Regions from separate parts of the Mus musculus genome. Here region 1 is linked to region 2. The links are chromatin contacts, called in public Hi-C maps. All regions are on one chromosome and are shown on one strand. Each heading gives the region's core, a stretch centred on a gene start, on an enhancer-like site or on the middle of the called end of the contact. The rest is flanking DNA. Distances are from core to core; before and after follow the strand shown.

The links. A called contact is a pair of places that touch in the nucleus more often than the background predicts.
Region 1: a contact with region 2 is called in a Hi-C map of the G1E-ER4 cell line, with 4 times the contacts expected there. The contact joins two enhancer-like sites. A contact is called at or near these places in 6 of 484 Hi-C or Micro-C datasets (the G1E-ER4 cell line, the HL-1 cell line, brown adipocytes and 2 more).

Annotation. Positions count from the first base shown.
Region 1 is chr5:52,061,334-52,067,801 of GRCm38.p6, reverse strand. It overlaps a transcript of Ppargc1a not described here. Among named protein-coding and RNA genes, the nearest start is that of Gm40302, 66 kb to the left of the region's middle. Within about 2 kb of position 2,546, at least 10 of the 459 cell types and tissues checked have an H3K27ac peak or open chromatin away from gene starts, as enhancers often do. A contact at or near this core is called in the G1E-ER4 cell line, where this site is marked.
Region 2 is chr5:51,852,433-51,859,285 of GRCm38.p6, reverse strand. It overlaps a transcript of Ppargc1a not described here. Among named protein-coding and RNA genes, the nearest start is that of Gm40302, 270 kb to the left of the region's middle. Within about 2 kb of position 5,390, at least 31 of the 459 cell types and tissues checked have an H3K27ac peak or open chromatin away from gene starts, as enhancers often do. A contact at or near this core is called in the G1E-ER4 cell line, where this site is marked.

The sequences.
Region 1 (6,468 bases), core at 1,297-3,796, 210 kb before region 2:
GTTACTGCAAGTTAACAGCAATGAAGACAAAGCAATCCGGTCATGAGCTGTTATACCTTCCCCTTCTCCTCCTCCCCCACATCTTCCACTTTGTTTGCCTCTTCCTCTTCATTTTCTCATAATAAGATCATTTAAAATCAGTCACTCAGAATGGATGATTGTCTCTTGAACATCTCAGAAGGATGTAGTGAAGCAGGTACCGTCCTGGAGGCTGGATGAGAAAGGGCTGGAGCAGGGAATGGCTTGCTCTATGAAAGAGTGGATCATAATATAACAGCGAAGAGGGATTCTGGCTTGGGGTTTGGATCGAGAATAGAATATACATTAAACTTGAATTCCAGATTGCATTAGTCAGGGTTCCCTAGAGTCAACAGAACTTATGGAATGTCTCTCGATACTAAGGGAACTTATTGTGATGACTTACACTCTGTAGTCCAATAACCTAGCAATGGGCAGTTGTGGATTGGAAGTCCAAGATCAGTCCCACAGGCTAGTTGTTTAATCTGGTCTTTGTATAAACTTGAATACTGAAGATGTAGATTCCAACAGATGTGCTGGCAAGTAAGTGCTAGCAGTTGAAGAAGAGTGAATCTTCCTTCTCCCAGTGTCCTTATGTAGGCTTCCAGGAGAAGGTGTGGCCCATATTAAAGGTGTGTACCACCATGCCTAAATCTCGGACTTGCTTTGTCCCAGGCTGACCTTGAACACAGAGATGTTCTTGCCTTAGTCTCCTGGGATTAAAAGGCATGTACTACCTTGCCTAGGCTTAAGCTTTCATGACCACTATACCTCAAGATCTCCATGCCAAGATCCAGGTCAGAAACTTATGTCTTCCAGCCTCAAGATCTGGATCACAAGTGAGCCCTCCAATTCTGCATTGTAGTTTACTCCAGATAGAGTCAAGTTGACAACCAGGAATAGCCACTACACAGACCAATGATCATGTTTTAGTATAAATATACCCCCAATATTAATTATATTGGAGCATGCTTCTACTAAAAAAAACATTTGTTTTTTAAATCTGAAAGTTGAACTTAATTGGTGTCTGACTTTTCTTTTTGCTGGATCTGGTGCTGTAGTCTCAAATGTGTGTTTCATGGTGGGGAGTAGGCATCACATGTAGAAACCCACATTTACAATCCCAGTAGTGTCATAAGGAGAGACTTTGGATGCCAGTCTCTCCTTGTGAGGGAAGTTAGGGCTTTCATAAATAGGCTGGAAGAAGCTAGCCCCATTTACCTGGTGCATCTAGATACACACAGCTAGATGATGCCGTCTATGAAGCAGGAAGCAGGTCTGAGGAGACACCTGACTATTCTACCGTGATTATTGGCTTTCTAGACTCAGAACTATGAGATGTGATCCTGGTGTCTGTATGCTGTCCAGTCTAAGGTGTTTTGTTATAGGAACCTAAATAGCCTGAGACACCTGGCAACAGTAAAGGCTAGTTAGTGGGCGGAGGAGGGTTGGCGCACTGGTGCGTGCAGACAGTAGGCACGGAAGCATCATCTGTTTACATGATAGATCCCACAGAGGGTCTCTCGAGAGGACAGATACGCTGATCTTTCTTGGAAAGCTTGGGTCAGAAGTAAAGGCAGATGCCCTGACTTGGCATCTTAGCCAGAAGTCTGTGCACGACCGGGTTCTGTGCAAGGAAACCACCGGAGGGTTAAGAGGGAGGCGACGTGGCAGGACAGAAATGAGTCTTTGAATCGACTTGGTGTTTGCCTATTTATGTAGCTCCATCATGGCCTCCAGTGCCCTGGAAAAACAATCAAAGGAGAATTTAGAGCTGTTCTCGGATTGTCAGTTTTTCATCTAAAAATGTTAATGTACATTAAACTTTTAATTAAAAAAAGCATATCCCATCACAAACTATTTTTAATATGGAATATTTAGCGGCGATGCGCACATTCTGTTCTGAGCTCCAGCAGGCTATTAACCAGCATAATTTGGGTTTTAAAAAACGAACTGAATTAGGTTGTGTACCCTCAGGTTAAGCCCCAAACAAATCACATTATTTAAATTGACACCTCGACAAGGTATGTACATGTTTTCAGTTGTCCTCTGCAGGGTGAAGCTTCGATTCTGTTGTGATTGTCTGATGGCATCAGAAATGCCAGGGACTGACAGAAACATTTATGGAAAAGAGAAAAGAGGAATCTCATTACAGGTCTTTAGAACCTTTAGACTTGGTCTTTTTTTTTTTTCTTGAAAATAATTTTATTTATGTAATTTCAGGCCTGAGAAATTTGAAAGGGCTCAGGGTTGCCTGGATTTAGCTGTAAGTAACTGTGCAGTCGTGAGCTCGCATGAGGATGCATTTGGACATGAAAACCTAAAGTTGGCAGGATCTTTTCTCTCCTCTTTTGTCTCTCCTGGTTGATTTGGGCGCGATTATAATCAGGAAATAGTTTGAATGTGCTAGGACCCTGATGATTCCTAATTCCGGCTGTCACGTGCACCAGCCACTCCTGCTCCTCCTCGGGAAGAACTGAAGAGGCAGCTGATGCAAGTTGCCTTTTCAGACCGAGGAGAACTGGTGCACGCCTAGCTCACCTGGCCACTAGGTGGCACTGCAGCCACAAGGAAGTGTGGTCACAGTTACATAGTTCGGCTGTGCCATTAAGGAAGTCCTCCAAGGCTCAAGATGGGAAAAGGACAGCCTGTGTGTCTCTGACCTCCCTGGATGGCATGGCTCTTCGGAGCTTGCTGCATGCTCCGTGTGTCAAGGCTGCTGCAGGCAAAGAAGCTTATTTGGTTAGGATGTGAGGTTTGCCATCCGTGCCATGGTGTGCGCACTTGTGAACATTGAGGATTTGTTGGGACCCGTGCTAGTTGAAGTGAGAAGTGGGTTCTGAGCTGTAGTCTTTGCTCCAGCTGGACGACAGATGGTCTCCTGACCCTACCTTTTTCTTTGGTGTTTATGTACTGGAAATGTTCTCTTCACAGCGACGGCAGAGTTCTGGAAGCTGGGAAATGTCACAGCATCTCTCTGTGTGCCAGCCTTCTCCTTCCAGTTGTTTCCTCTGTTTCTAACCACTGAGAAAAATATATTATCTTCCAGAGGAGTGCTTTCTACTTTCCCTTTTACAAACAGAAGTGGAATATGTGAATCCTAAAAGCCTCATTCCTGCCTCAAAGGAGATTCTAGTAAGAGTATCAAACATTAAAAAAAAAGAGGAAAAACAATTTGCTTTCAAAATACAAGAATTGTCAATTTTTTAGCAATTTGGACAGGGAATCAGTAGATTTGGCCTAATTGGTGAAAGCTTTGCTATTGATCAACATTGAAAAGTGTCTGGTGAAATGAAATTTCCTATCAAAATAACACTAGGAAAAGCTGCTTAAGAGTTCTCCCACAAATAATAGAGTAGAAACAGCAATGGCTGTGCCTGTTGAGATCCTACTATGTGTCAGACAGTACTGTGTAGCCTAAGTCTGTGAAATGGCTATTATTATTTAGCATGTAAAGACATGGCTGTGGTCTTGAGTCAGCCCCTGGCTTGGGCTCTAATGGCTTCAAAGCTCCATAGAGAACTATACCTGTTGGTTTGTGACCCATGTGTGTCATTGTTTGTGAAATGGCTTGGTAAGGGGACATGAAGGTAGAGACAGTCAACACTGCTTCTCATTGGAGCCCCTGGGTTGCTGTAGAGACTGGCTTGTTCATAGTCGGACTTCAGTACACACTTGTTCAACCCACAGATAAAACTACCAGGGAGCTGGGTTATCTCACGGTGTTGAAACAAACGACTCTGTCTGCTCTGATGTGTAGAAGACTGGGATAGCTTCAGAGATGTGTGTATCTTTCCAAGTTGGAAGGATGGGGACTGATTTGATTTCAGTCAACCTATCCTTAGTCTTGAGCTCACTGGGGTGGCCAGTATCACTGAATTACAGCATGAGGCACGAAGACTAAGAACCTTCTAGAGCCTTGGCTGCTAGAGTCCAGGTTGTCTGATTTGGGTTAAAGGGTGGTTAGTGAGGTTCCATGGAGAACGTTAACTCTTAAAATTTCAAATCTTATATATAATGAATAATAGCCACATTTTAAAAGATTGATGTGATCCACATTCCTAAAAAAACAAAAAAACTAGATAATTAGCGTAATTTGGAGGGGACATGAGAAATGAGAGACATATAGAATCTATTTCACTTAAAAATATCCATGTTAACAAAAGAAGACAAGAAAACAGGAATGAGCTTGCTGGGAAGAAAGGGGGAGTCCAGGGAGAGTGGATAAGAGGGGGGAGAATATGATCAGAATACTGCGTATATGTAAGTGTATATGAATGCATGAAATTGTGAAAATAAATAAAAAGTTTTAGTTACAACAAATGTTCATTCTAGAAAAATGAGCGATTATAGAAGAGCAGACTGAAATAAGATAAGTCACCATTTTTGTTGAGAGTTAGAGATGTACATCATAATGTATATAAATATGTTTATATATATACACACACACAAACAATATATGTATATATTGTTGTGCTTATGTGATTTTAAAGAGAGATTATGCTTTGTAATTTGCTTTTGAAGAGCAATAGATTGTATACATTTTATGTGTCAGTAAATTATTACCATGTCGTAATTTTTAATGACTGCAGAGTGACCTACCAGATGAATATATCATAATTTATTTCACCAGCCCCAATTCTTGGCCCTTTGGATGGTTTCCAGACTTGAACTGCAATAGAAACATATGTCAATGAAATATCTTTTACTAAGTATCTTTATGCAGTTGGCCTTGACCCACGTGGGACCCAAGCAGGTGATTAGGGAAGTTAGCCGAGAGGTAGAAGCTGGTCACCGACCACCTCTTTTGGCCTCACCAGTGTAGGTCACAGAATATATCTGGTGGCAGTGACCACTGTGTCTCAGGGAGACTTCTGGGAGTCCTTCAGGAGCAGAGCAAAGCTATGCCTGGAAAGGAAGCCAAGTTCAAAACAGGCCGATCCAGTGAAGTCCTTAGCCCTGCAAGTGGGACTCAGACCATGGCTCCCTCTCTTGCTTTTCTTCTCTAACATACTATCTCCTCAGTTCCCTTCCTGGTTTTGTGACCTTTTCCCTTTCATTTCTTCCCTACCCAACAGTTATTAATACTTCTTCACTTCCTGTCTTCACATTTCTCTTCTTGTGACTCCCTCCCTGTTTGAGTGGGTTCATCTCTCACCGCCTGTTAACTCTGGAACCCCAGTCTCCTGAGTATTCTACTGTCTACCAAATGCTGGGCATTCACATTCTGGAAGCTTCTAATGGGAGACACTGCTTTCCATGGGCTAAGATTTTTACTCATCTGGTTCATTGCTTGTTACACTGTTATCTCTCAAACCTTGCCAAGTCTATCCAGCGAGCTCTGCGTGTTTGGCATCGTGCCCTTGCCTCTAGGCACCACCTCTTCCCCAGTTCTTACTCATGTCACCTTTTGCCTGGGTGGTTGCGGTGGCCCCATATGGTCCCATTGCCTCCCTGCCATGGCCAAGGTATCTTGCACAGGCTTGGCAAACTTATCTTCCCAGATAGGTCACTGGACTGTTCCCTTCAAGACTCTCAGTAATTTGACCTCAAAGTACCTCCTGGCCTTGGCTACCCTCTTTTTCAGAGTTAAGAGTCTAAACCAGTATCCTGATTATGCTAGGCAAGGGCTCTCTGCCTCTGAGCTACAACCCTCTTGGTCCCATTTCTCTAATGTGTCCGTCATAATTCAGCCCATCTGAGCTCCTTTCTACACTCTTTGCTCATGATTGTCTCCGAGCTGGGACAAGGCCTGCTTCTGCCTTTTAGGATCTTAAAGCACAAATGTGACCTCTTCCAGGAAGCCTTGCTTGGTTTCTGAAGCCAAAAGTGACTGGGTCCCTCTTGCACATCCATTTGCCACTGACCTGAAACATATACTGTGGCTAGATTGCTTTGTGGCTTAGGTCCCATTTCAGACTTTAATTTCTATGTGGATAGGAATCTGAATCCTTCTCCTCTCAGGTCAGCCTCCGTCTCTCTCTTAACTCAGGTCTTACCCCTATTGCACGTTCTCAGAGACGACTGTTTTCGCAGATAAATGAATGGGGGACTTAAGGTACTTTATCTCAGTGTTTGTTGGGCACATAACCACACTATAAAGCAAACTCTAAGGGCTCCGTCTTGCGCAGCACACCCTCCTAACCTGTGTTTGAAAGAGCAGTTTTCTTCCTGGGCCTTCTCCTCGAAACATGTCCTGGCAACACGTGTGAATGGGATTCAAAAGTAGCTGCTCAGAAGGCCAGTGGAATTGTCTGGAGAGTTCTACTTTTGTAAGCGGGAACCCTTTTCTCTGTCCTTAAAATACACTCTGCCCCATTCCTAGTGGAAAGGTCACAAGACCAGAGCCAAACAAGTCGGAAACAGTTGGCCTCTGCTACCTAGAAACCGTGTAATCCTGGGCAACTTTTGTTACTTGTGACAAAGTGATGACTACCAAGTTACTTAAAA
Region 2 (6,853 bases), core at 4,141-6,640:
GACATATGCTGCAGCTGGAAAATAGTGCCCAGCTGTGTAGAATTGAGTTTCATGTGGAAATGAATTTGCAACGTTACTTAAAATTGCAATGAAACTAGAGATACTCTTGATGTCCACCAGAATGGGAATACTTAAAAATGATGATCTAACTAAACTGTAGGATATTCTGCACCTGTTAAGATGGATGCTGCAAATAGAACCATAGGTAATGACATGAAAAGATGGCCAAGACTGTTAAATGGGGTAAAAAGAGGAGTCTGACTTCCATGAGAAGCCATTCATATTAAAACTGCTCAGCTATGTCCGTGAATGTGGGCACATGTATGGAAAGGAAGATCCCATCACCTTTATTCTTACACATTTGTTTTCCTGTTTCATAGGGATAAGATATTCCTGTTGTTTACGACATCCAAAGACTAGATAAGAATCTAAGTGCCAGCTTATCTGTAATGAGAAGAGAGACATGGCACAGCTGAGGCACACAGCGAGTGTCTTCCTTTATCCCTACTCTGCACAATGAAGGAGAGACTGGATAGTTGGATGGTGTTAGCTTTCCAGAGGCCTGGTCTGGGGAGTGGTTGCAATAATCAATATGGCTTTAAAACGGCTGATTGTGCTGGTTGCAAATGCCCAAATGAGGGACCTACCATTTGTCTTCATTTTCTCCTTTCTACACAGTGTTTGTGTTAGAGTGGGTAAGAGTTGGCAGTGTATCTTCTATCTCTGTGGTCTCAGGAAGGTTCAGTGTGTTTCCCTGCAGTGACTTTCTTAAACCTTTAAAACAATTTTTAAGTTAATCTTTTATTTATTTTTATGTACATAAGTTATTTTTTGCCTGCATATACATATATGTGTACCCATAGGTACAAAGGTCAGAAGAAGGGGTTGGATTGTCATTGAACTTGAGTTATAGATTGTTGTGAGCTACCATTGTGAAGTGCTAGGAACTGAATCTGGGTCCTCTGCAAGAAGTGGTCTTACCCACTGAGCCATCTCTCTAGCTCAACTTTCATAGATCTTAACAACTGCTGAGAGATGAAAGAGCTGGTATTATATTGATGACTTCACTTTTCTTTTTTACACTAGCACTAGTCACACACTCATAAAGAACAAAGTGCTTTATATTGATGTACTTTGCTGACATATACTGCCTACAAATTTAACTGTTCAAGAGCTACTTGTCTGTGTGTGCTCTTTCACTCTTGGCAGATTATGTATCCATTGAAGTTGTGCTGTCAGCCTGTAGGCATCTCCTACAGTTGTATAGAATGGTACATTTTTATATACTGAAAGTTTAGTAAGTACCTGTTGGCTACATATATGGCTGAATGAATGGAAGGAGTAGTCAATTCGATATAATGAGGTTACAAACTTAAAAATACTATATGAAATATGTTTGTTTCTTCAGCAAAGTTCCTTGGGCCATTTTTTAAAAAAAATACGCAATATTTCTGAACAGTGAAAAAAGACAGAGAAAATAATATAATGAATACAAATGTCCAAGAAGCGCCCGTGTGTTTAATATCCATATTTAACAAGTGCTACATTTGTCATGTTTGCATTAGATTTTTATTCTTTAAGAAATGAAACAGTTCAGTTATGTGAAAGTGCTGTTAGCAGTCTTTCCAATCTGTTTCCTTCACTCACCTTTCTGAGGTAGCCACTGTTCTATAATAAAATATAATGTTTTTTAAAAAATATTTTCCCTTATATCATCCAGAGTCTTAGAAATATTAGATTTCACATGGTGGCACCAGGTTCTATACCCTCTTTGATGACTTGCTTTCTTTGGCCAGTATTACTACTATTCCCCCATGTTGACAATATAGATAACCTAGTGCCTTCATTTTAGCTGATCTTTGTTTTTCCTTGACTTATTTTCTGACTATTGGTATATGCCTATTTCCCCAGTTCATGGATACCTATGTATCTTTTTTTTTTTCACTCTTGCTAACTGTGAAATCACTAACCCCCTCATGGTTATCTCCTGCGTACAAGAACAGACCCTTTAGGCAGGTACATGGAAGTGAAATGGTTCAACCATTGCTATTATATTTTCAATTTTACTAGATACTAGTAAACTATCCTCCCCAAAGGTGTTTAATTGACATACCCATGTAACAGCATGGGTCCTTCCTTTGGTGGAGTAGATAAGAATGAGACCTAAAGACTTGCATATTTGATTGTTTAGCACAGAGTTTGAAAAAAAATTAGAAGGATCAGGAGGTTTGGGCTTCTTGGAGTGGGTATGACTTTGTTGAAGGAAGTATGTCATTGTTGATGGGCTTTGAGGTTTCAAAAGCTTACGTCAGAGCCCGGTGGTGACACATGCCTTTAATTACAGTACTCTGAGGTAGAGGCAGGCAAATTTCTGAGTTTGAGGCCAGACTAGTCTACAAAGCAAGATCCAGAACAGCCAGGGCTACATAGACAAACCCTGTCTCAACAAGCAAGCAAGCAAACAAACAAACAAACAAACAAACAAACAAACCAACAACCAACCAACCAATGTGAGGCCTGGTCTCTCTTTCTGCTTGTGGAGCAGGATATAAAGCTCTAAGCTATTTTTCCAGCATAATGTGTACTTGTGTGCCGACATGTTCCCTGCCATGATGATAATGGACTAACCCTCTGAAACTGTAAGCAAGCTACCAATTTAATGCTTTCTTTTGTAAGAGTAGCCATGATCATGGCGTTTCTTCACCATAATAGAACAGTGACTAAGATTCTCCTCATAGTATATCAAGTTCTAGTTCTCAGTGATCATCAGCTCAGAGTCCTACCTTGCGCTGGTTCGCTCTCGTCTCATTTTAACTTCCCCATTCTTCCTTTTCCTTCTCTCATACCATCTAACAGTCATTCCACTCCCAACTCCCCACCTTCATCTGGAAGAATATCCATATAAAGTACTGAGGGGGTGGGTAAGTCATGAGGGGATACTTAGGGAAGAAAGCCTTTTGTGGAGGACAGGAGTAAAGACAGTGGGCTTTTAAGAACCTGAAGGAAAGCTCTTTCACAAAGAGGAAAACAGAAGTCAGCTCTGACTGCAGGCTTCAGGAAAGAGAGTGTTTAAATAGCAGTTATAGGGAACAACTAGAGATCATGGTGAGAAGCCACTGAAATGAAGGCAGAGAGCTAGAGATGAGGTGGAACCCCGTGAAGTCAAAATACTGTCTGCAGTTAGTTCATTCTTAATGAAAGATTAGAACAGATCTGGATCAGCGAGAGGCAGGGTGCACCTGAGGTTTGAAGTGAGCAAATGCATTCATGTGTACTTCTGATTGAAACAGACATATCCAAATAACTTGATGTTTTAGAACTTCCAAGTCATGGATGTCTGAAAAGCAATCGTGTTTCCTGAGACAGCATTGAATCATATAACTAACGATTTTAGTCAGGACCAGTTGGATTCTACACTTAGATAATCTTGAGGCTAGCTGCTTTCAAGAGCTGCTTTTGTAAGCAAGTGGGAGAGGAAGTGGTAAGAAGGAAGCATAGACAATAGAAATCTGAGGCTTCTTGCCTTGGAATAGGTGAGATTTTATAGTCAGTGTGAACTACTTGGCAATGTTTTCTAGAGGACAAGGTGAGCTTCCATCAAAAGCAAACCACTTTCTCTAGCTCCTCCACTGGGGGCCCTGTGATCCATCCAATAGCTGACTGTGAGCATCCACTTCTGTGTTTGCTAGGCCCCGGCATAGCCTCACAAGAGACAGCTATATCAGGGTCCTTTCAGCAAAATCTTGCTAGTGTATGCAATGGTGTCAGCGTTTGGAAGCTGATTATGGGATGGATTCCCGGGTATGGCAGTCTCTAGATGGTCCATTCTTTCGTCCCAGCTCCAAACTTTGTCTCTGTAACTCCTTCCATGGGTCTCTAGCTGCATATGTATCAGAAGATGACCTACTCGGCCATAAGTGGAAAGAGAGGCCCCTTGGTATTGCAAACTTTATATGCCTCAGTACAGGGGAACTCCAGGGCCAAGAAGGGGGGGGGGGAGGGTATGGGGGACTTTTGGGATAGCATTGGAAATATAAATAAAGAAAATACCTAATTAAAAAAATAGACATTAATAAAAAAAAGAGCAAACCACATAGCTATAGGGGTTTAGCCAACTCTTCAGGTTTGCACATGAGAAATTGCGAATAGCCAAGTTAATGGCTATTGCATTCCCTATGGCCACACAGGCTGAGTTCTGTGCTACTTTCCTCTTTTATTGCTGGGAGTTGGGGGTGGGAGACATTTCTAAGGAGGCATTTATTGACTTCTTGTTTGGAAAATAAGAATCTTGATCAGACTAAGGGATAGTTTAGCTCTCTGTTTAAGCCTTAGGAGCAGAGGGGCCTAATCATACAGAAATGTAGATTTGTGTGGAATTTCTCAGGCCAAGCCATCAAGGTATAGGTACTACAGAGAGGCTGAAAGGAAGGAAAATGATAAAAGTTCAAAGGCAAAAAATGCCTTTTCTCTTTATGGCAAGTCAAGAATGAATAATCCCACGCTAATCTGGCTTTCTCTGGGCCTACTGCTCATTTGCTCAGAGTGCATTGAATTTATCATCATCGGTGTAGATGGAAAATGGAGGTCAAATATCATTTGGGCCCTCATCATGATAAAAATGACCTCCAAAAGGTGGATGACAGGTTGTTATTTTATGCCCTGGAAAATTGCAAAGATCAGATAGAGTCTCTTTGGTGCTTTTTTTTCCCTTTCTTCTTCCTCCCGCCCTTCTTAAATGGTGGATACTAACTTTCTTTTCCAATACAGCGTAAATGCACATTCTGATTTGTTAGAAGTGCAAGCAAGGTTTAAAACAAGAGCAATCTATTTCTAACTGGCAATTTCCATCAGTCCAGGTTGACTAGGTACCTTTCGCTGTGTGAGTTCTTTACAGAACCACTGACAAGTCATAAAAATATCCAGTGCACAAGCGTGACATTCAAACACACTGTCTCCACTGTGTATAGTTCATTGACTCCCAGAAGTCATCTATTTATAGCAATTAATGATTTCTGAGCAATTAGATCCCCCTGCTTCAACAACGATCATGTTGTAGGATAAATCCTTCCCCACTGAAATGCACATGGCAGGCAGTTTCAGATATGGGAAGAGATGCTGAAGTTATCTTGCACAAGGAAAGGAAACTCCCCCTGCCCCTCCCCCCCCACCTCCCCTAGAACTTGAGGTGGGCTAGGGGTGACCTTAGATAAAAATTGTCAGGAATGGTCTCCAACATCAAGAACTTTTCAAAGTCCAGAAGTCCTTAACTGCCGTAGAGCTTTACCTACAAGACTGATAGAGTTGGTATCTGCTCGACCCTTTCCAGGGACAGCCTGGGTACTGCACTGCAGCCTTCTCCACTGGGGGTCCTTCATGAGACAGAGCTGCTTTTCTCTGCTTTGCTTTTCTCTGTAAAGATCATTGCAAGGGCTTATCTTGGGTAATTGTTATTACTGCCATCTGCATTACGGTATAATTACCTTTCCAAAATGCTCGATCTCTTTAGCTGATGTTTAAAGATAAGTAATAGCCAAATAATTGCAAGGCTCGGGAGACAGAGCAGGAGCCCGCTTGTAAAAGGTGGGCTGTGGGCGTAGCACACGTTTCTTTCTCCCGCTTTCACTTTCTGTTTTACATTTATGCAGACTAATAACTAAGACTTGTAGAACTTATCTCCACCCTAGTATGACAAGATTGGCAGGGTCACAGAGGTAACACTCATCAAACCTAATGAATTGGTTAGAATGAATTCTGGGCTGGAGAATTTTTTTCTGCTCCTGAGTATTCAAGGGTAAGAAAGCAGACAAGATGTGTAGAGATCATCCAATGGTAAACTGGGAGGAAACAAACTTATTTAAAGGGGTCTCTTTATTCCTGACTGGAATAGTTTTTTTTGGTGGCCCCTTTCTCTGTACTTCCCAGGACAGTGTAGTGATTCAAGCATGGACAAGTCTCTGCTAGCATAATCTATCTTTGGGAACTTGTGAACCTAGTGATTTTTGCTATGAGTCAAAGTATATGTTAAAACCTAAAAATATAAATAAAGAGGCACGAAAAAGGAAGAGAACAGTAAAGAGAGCAAGCTGAAAGGTGGATTAAATGGTAATGTATAGAAAAATTATGTCAATGTCTGGGAGAATTGTGTGAAACACAAATATCAAATTCATAGTCTCAAATGTTATTTTAATTCATGCTAAGTATTCGAAGCTTTTGTTCTTCTGAAAATTCACTTGACTAGGCAAAACTGGCCCAAGTACTTATGCTCCTAAGTTATTAAACAAGTTAGGCAGATGAGTGACTTGGAGCACGAAGAGTCAAGGGCTAGTTATAATGATTACAAAACATTGAGATAAGTATTAGCTTGTAAATTGCCACCCACTCCCAACCTCATCTCCACAATGAGAACTTTTGGCAGACATAATTAGTATTATGGAGATGTTTAAAAATTCCAACCATCTGAAAATTACTTTTGCTACCAATCATACTAATCCTTCCATTAGAATTATATCGTTTAATCTTCACAAGAGCCCTGTAGGTAAAATTATGATCTTTTCAGTTTTATAGGTAAGGAAACTAAGCCTAAGGGATTTAAATAAGTTGTCCAAAGTACACAGTTAATACAGCTAGGTTTTGAACCCAGGCTTGTGTAAGGCAAGCCTAGAAGCTCGTACTCACAATTACTTGGTAATTTAATATCTATATTCCAACCATGTAGGAGTCTCTCTCTCTCTCTTTATATATATGTATATGTATATGTATATGTATATGTATATGTATATGTATATGTATATGTATATGTATATGTATATGTATATGTATATGTATACATATATACATATGTGTATGACTCCTT